Linked DNA regions of Canis lupus: region 2 is linked to region 1. The links are chromatin contacts, called in public Hi-C maps. All regions are on one chromosome and are shown on one strand. The core of a region is the stretch at or near the end of the contact, and the rest is flanking DNA. Distances in the headings are between cores, read along the strand shown.

The links. Hi-C and Micro-C count contacts between places; a contact is called where the count stands out from the background.
Region 2: a Hi-C map of skin fibroblasts shows a contact between it and region 1, with 1.7 times the contacts expected there. The contact joins the enhancer-like site here to the promoter of TASL in region 1. A contact is called at or near these places in 2 of 9 Hi-C or Micro-C datasets (liver and skin fibroblasts).

Annotation. Positions count from the first base shown.
Region 1 is chrX:25,842,009-25,845,171 of UU_Cfam_GSD_1.0, reverse strand. TASL (TLR adapter interacting with SLC15A4 on the lysosome) reads left to right here and starts at 1,548. Exons shown (of 4, transcript XM_038587132.1): 1 at 1,548-1,757.
Region 2 is chrX:25,900,531-25,903,693 of UU_Cfam_GSD_1.0, reverse strand. No RefSeq gene overlaps it. Among named protein-coding and RNA genes, the nearest start is that of GK, 13 kb to the left of the region's middle. Within about 2 kb of position 1,428, at least 2 of the 20 cell types and tissues checked have an H3K27ac peak or open chromatin away from gene starts, as enhancers often do.

The DNA of each region.
Region 1 (3,163 bases), core at 299-2,798:
GAAGGCAAGTCATAGATCAAAGGTAAACAAAACAAACCCATCAAGTGGACATATTCACATATTCATGGTTTGGAAGGGGAGGTGGGTGGAGGGACGGGGTAACTGGGTGACGGGCATTAAGAAGGGCACTTGAAGTAATGAGCACTAAGTGTTATATGCAACTGATGAATCACTAAATTCTACCTCTGAAACTAATAATACAATCTGTGTTCATGAAATTGAATTTATTTACTTATTTATTTTTAAAGATTTTATTTATTTATTCATGAGAGAGAGACAGAGACAGAGACAGACACAGGCAGAGGGAAAAGCAGGCTCCACGCAGGGAGCCCGACGTGGGACTCGTTCCTGGGTCTCCAGGATCATGCCCTGGGCCAAAGGCAGGCGCTAGACCGCTGAGCCACTCAGGGATCCCCCTATCACTTCCACATTATTCTAATGGTCACTCATGGTTCAGTGTGGGCAGGGGACTCTGCAAGGGGATGATATCAAGAGGTGAGCATCAGGGACGCCTGGGTGGCTCAGTGGTTGAGCATTTGCCTTCAGCTCAGGGTGTGATCCCAGAGTTCTGGGATCAAGTCCCAGGTCGGGCTCCCCGTGGGGAGCCTGCTTCTCTGTCTGGACTGAAGGCGGCGCTAAACCACTGAGCCACCGGGGCTGCCCATGAAATTGAATTTAAATAAAGAATTTTTTAAAAAGGCAATTGCTTCTTTCTTGCATCTCCCTATAGAACTACTCTGTGTAAGCAAACACACACACACACACACACACACACACATACACACACAAATTCTTTTAAAGATACAAATTGGAGCATATTATATGTTTTTGCTGAACAATATATCCTGGATATCTTTTCCAATGATTCCATGCAAAGCCAGATCACTCTAACACTGTGTAGTACTCTATAAAGCTCTACATTTACTTAGCTCATATCCTATTGATGCATCCCTAATGCTGCAACAAATAACCTTTCAATGTTTCTGTGCACAAGTGTACATATGTGACATAGGTGAATTTATACAAATAAAGTCGTTGGGTCAGAGGATATGGATATGTAAAAGTTTGGGGAAAAAAGTCAACAGATGCTGGGAAAAGGCCCTCTAGAAATGTCTACAATCTCACCACTACATAGGAGAGTGCCTGTTTCTCCACAACCTTGCCCACCCAGTGTATTATCACACCTTCTTTTTTAACCTTGGTTAATTTGAGAGAGAAAACAGTTTTCATTTGCATTTTTTTTGATTGTGAGTACAAATCTGAGAATACTTCTCAAAAATTATAGGTCAGCAATGAAACTGAGAATTTTCTAAATCCTGCTTGACACTGGCTCTCCTTTGATAAAGGGATCCCAGAGAATTTACTGTTAGAGGAGTAAATTTATGTTGTTCGGGTTCTTATATAAAACATAGCAATCAACTATTTTAACAAGAGACAGTTTCATAGATAGGTTTCATTTTTCAAAAAAGGGGAAGAAACACCATTCTGTGGCTCAATGTGGGTTTGTCAGTTATTGCCTCCCCCTTCCTGGGACTTCCCACTGTTCTTGAGCACAAATCAGACTTGAGCAAAAACAACTCCCTTTCCATGGGATCAGTTATAAGAAGAATGGCCATGCAATGAGCCACTTAGTTTCTTGGTCGTACCACTGGAAGGCTTGCACACATTTCTGAAAAAAAAGCACTGGCTGGCTTATTCACCTCTATATGGTCGATTGCTGTTTCTTCCGGACCAAAGGAGCAGATTGGTTAGTGAAGGTAAGAAAAAGGAGGCAACAGGCCCTATAAGTGCTTCTGTCACCTCTCTCCTCCCTTTTTTAGTCTTTTCTCATCCAAAGCCAGATGCAATCATAACATCTAAGATGCTTTTTTCGTTGACCAAATCAGAGGTGAGCGGGAATGGATGCAAGCATTCCATGGAGGGGGACGGTAAAGAGAAATGAAGTCAAACACTCCCTTCTCTGACCTCCTCATGTTCACATTTTGGCATTTCTAAAAAATGTTTTTGACCTAACAATTTGGACGGGTCAGATCCGGCTCCTGTTGTGTGATTGAGGCAGTCCTCACGCAGTATCGCTGCAGAGATTTAGCTTCTGTGTTTTTAAAAGGAGGCCTAAGAACCTGATCAGAATTTTGCTTGGGACAGGAGAAACCTAGAATTTAGTTACAGTGATATAGTTTTTGAAATGAGTACAATTACAGTAAATTCCAATTGGCTCTGACTCTCAATTATTCATTCCGAGAGCTTGAGATAAGTGTTTTCCTGTGTAGCAGGGCATACTCAAAGCGAAGGTGACCTACAGCGCTGTTGCTTTTCGAATTGCCATCTGGCTGATTTGGGGAAAGCCTACACGCTGGTGTTAAAGACTCGCACAGGTGGGCTTTTGTTTGAATTATCTGTAGATCTGCTCAAACATACTTTTTCTTGCGCACATCCATCTGTGCTTCAGTATAGACCGGATTTGGCCAGAGTATTCAGACCGATATTTTTGGAACACTTCTTGCATAGGTCAGTGTAGTTAACAGTGTGTTTCTGAGCATGAAAAGCTTCTGGGAGGAATGGTGAGCATTTGAAATTTGTATAAAACATTCACATCGTAATGGTAATTTAGGGGATATACAAAGGTAGTGCACTAAATTCTGTTATCTCACGGCAAAGTGGTGTTTCAATAGCTCTTTCAAGTTACTGAAACATTTCTAATCACATACCTGGGGATTATCTTCGATATACGCAGTACTGTCACTCTAAGCACTTCACCAACATGACAGGATGTAACTAAATTGTAATTGTAATGTAACTTCATTAGCTAAATAGTTATTTTCCTTCTGGTTTTCATTTTTGCCAAGTTTCAAACCTATATTAAAATGGAAAGAATAGTACATTGAACACCCATATTTCCATCAGTTAATCAGTTGTAGCACGTTGCCATATTTACCTTCTCATTATCTTCATACACACGCACACACATACACACACACACACACAAATATATATAGATAGTTTCTTTGGTGACTTTAGGACACATCACCTTCAGATTCTTGAGCATTTACCTCCTAAGAAAAAGGGCAGTCTTCTACATAATTACAATGCTAAGGAAACTTAACATCAATACATTACTATTATCTAATATATGATCTATATTTAAATTTCTCCAATTATCCAT
Region 2 (3,163 bases), core at 179-2,678, 59 kb before region 1:
CTTCCATGAAGTGGATCCCTTAAGGAAATATGACCTATTCCTACTTTACCTCCCAGAGTACATCTCATAGTCTGTCATGTATTCTCATTTTCACATATACTTGTTTTTATCCATTATTTCCCTCCTATTCCCTGCATATTAGTTATCTCTTGGTCATCCTATATTTTTTCTGGACCTTTAAAAATGCATGTCCTCAAGGTGTCTGCTCCCAAAAGACTCTAGTTTGTCTAGAGGGAGATATAGACAGGTAAATGGGAATTGCAACATGTGGTAAAGACCAAAGAGAAGGGGCTCCTGGGTGGCTCAGTATGGCTCAGGTCATGATCCTGGGGTCCTGGGATTGAGTCTTGTGTTGGGCTCCCTGCTCAGTGGGGAGGCTGCTTCTCCCTCTCCTCCCACTCGTGCTCTCTGTCACTATCTCTGTCTCTGTCTCTCTCTCAAAATAAATAAATAAATATTTTTTAAAAGACCAAAGAGAAGTAAGCACAAGTGCTATTGGAGCCTCAAAGAGGGAAATTTTAACCATCTTTCTAGAATCTGAATCCTGAGGGTTAAAGGCAGATGTCATCTAGCACAGCCAGCAGCACATGCAAAGACCCTGGGGTTATTCACAAATTGCTGTAAGGAGCAATGCATAAAATATTTAGGTTCAGATCCTGGTATATTAATAACCTAAATGTATAAATTACATAAATACTTCCCTATTTGTTTTATTTTCTGGCAACCTTCATAAGCTATTATTCATCGCCATTTAAAAGTGAGGAAACCAGGTCCAATTTGGGGTCAATCAAATTCAAAATAGCAGAGTAGGAATGACAACAGAGGGTTTTTTTTTGGGGGGGGGGTTTGATTCCAAAGCTATGCTCTTTCCTCTACATTTTGCCTCTCAGATCCGGCTCCTCCTGATAGGAAAAAACTGGGCAAAAGGTCAAGGAGAGGATCTGGAAGAAAAGAGGGGCTGGAGGATAAATGACATAACCTTCACAGTTTTTGCCCAAGACTAACTCTGCTTATGAAAGTATACAAAATCTTGCGTCTCCTAGGTAGACCAGAGTGTCTTATTCCCATCCATGAACTCTACTTTTAAAGGTTCACACTGCTGGGAGCCCTAAGTGGCTCAGTCGGTTGAGCACCTGATTCTTGGTTTCAGCGCAGGTCCTGATCTCATGGGTCATGGGATTGAGCCCCATCATGGGCTCTGTGCTCAGTGGGGGAGTCTGCTTGGATATTCTCTCCCTCTGTGCCTTCCCTCACTCTTGCTCTAAAAGTAAGTAAATAAAATCTTTAAAAATAACGAAAAGTTCATGTAGGCAATAAAATAGTGTATATGTGCAGGATATATATGTGCAGGATGACCTCTAACCTACTTAGAGAACTGACGTGGACTCAGTGGTGGCAGCCAACAGCAATGTCGTAACATTCTAGTGTAAAGAATTGGTTTGGAGTTGCACAAATCACCTGACAGGAATTCTGACCTCAGGGCCAGTGACATCCCCATGGTGCACTTAAAAAAAAAAAAAAAAAGAGGCTATTACTATATTCTGACGTAAAACAATGTTACGCTTCATTTCCACTTACACAACATATACATGCCATATACAACATGTAGTAGACCTAATAAAGGTTTTGTGAAATCTAACAGTATTGTTCTAACTCCAAAAGTTCTGGTGTCTACAGAGACAACCACTGCCACCATCAGTAAAAGATGGAAACTGCAATGATCAAGTATGAATATTGTACCTTAAATTAAATGTAAGTTGCTTCCCTAATTAACAGCCTTGGATGACAGTATATATGTGTTGGAAGAAAACTTGGAGATCACTCCTCATTTTCTGTGTTAATTTTTTTTAAAAAAACCGAGACACCTGCACCCCAATGTTTCTAGCAGCAATGTCCACAATAGCCAAACTGTGGAAGGAGCCTCGGTGTCCATCGAAAGATGAATGGATAAAGAAGATGTGGTTTATGTATACAATGGAATATTACTCAGCCATTAGAAATGACAAATACCCACCATTTGCTTCGACGTGGATGGAACTGGAGGGTATTTTGCTGAATGAAGTAAATCAATTGGAGAAGGACAAACATTATATGGTCTCATTCATTTGGGGAATATAAAAAAATAGCGAAAGGGATTAAAGGGGAAAGGAGAGAAAATGAGTGAGAAATATCAGAGAGGGAGACAGAACATGAGAGACTCCTAACTCTGGGAAGCGAACAAGGGGTAGTGGAAGGGGAGGAGGGTGGGAAGATGGGGTGACTGGGTGACGGGCACTGAGGGTGGCACTTGATGGGGTGAGCACTGGGTGTTATACTATGTGTTGGCAAATCGAAGTCCAATAAAAAATATACAAAAAAAATTTTAAAAGATTTTATTTATTTGACAGAGGGAGAGAGAGAGAGCGAGAGTGAGCGAGAGTACAAGCAGGGGGAGGGGCAGGTAGAGGGAGAGGGAGAAGCAGGCTCCCCCCTGAGCAGGGAGCCCCATGAGGTTTGATCCCAGGACCTGGGATCATGACCTGAGCCAAAGGCAGACACTTGACTGACTGAGCCCCTTCACTGTTTTCTTAACGCAATCCAAAAAGGAGACGGAGAGACTTCTGAATTGGAGCTTGAGACTTATTTTCAGCAGTTACTGGCTCAGTGACCTTGGGCTTACTTCTTACACATGTTCATCTCTGAAGTCACAAGTCTGGAACTTGACCTGTCTCACATTGTTGGTGTGAGTCTCAAATGAGATAATGGATGGGAAACTGCTGTGTTAAGTGACTCGTTGGTGAAAACAGAGTCTGCATGACCCATGCTTCAGAAATGTCGAGGATAATAAAAAACATTAACTGTGTAGTACTAATCTGATGAAGAACATCTGTAATTATAAAAAAGGATTGGATATCTTTAACAGCAGAAACGAGGATCCTGAGCACAAGAAGAAATACATGTATGCTCTTGTTTGGGGAGAGAATATAATAAAAAAGGTATTTCACAATTTATAGATTTAATTTATTAGCAATTAAAATCCAGACAGTGTACTTAAGAGAACTTGACTATCTGTAAACTTCTCAGGGAAAAACATGCAACCAAGCAATATTCTTAGATGAAAAGATAATAGTGTAGGATTTACTCTGCCAAACTTTAAACGATTGTCATAATTTTCTGGTACTAT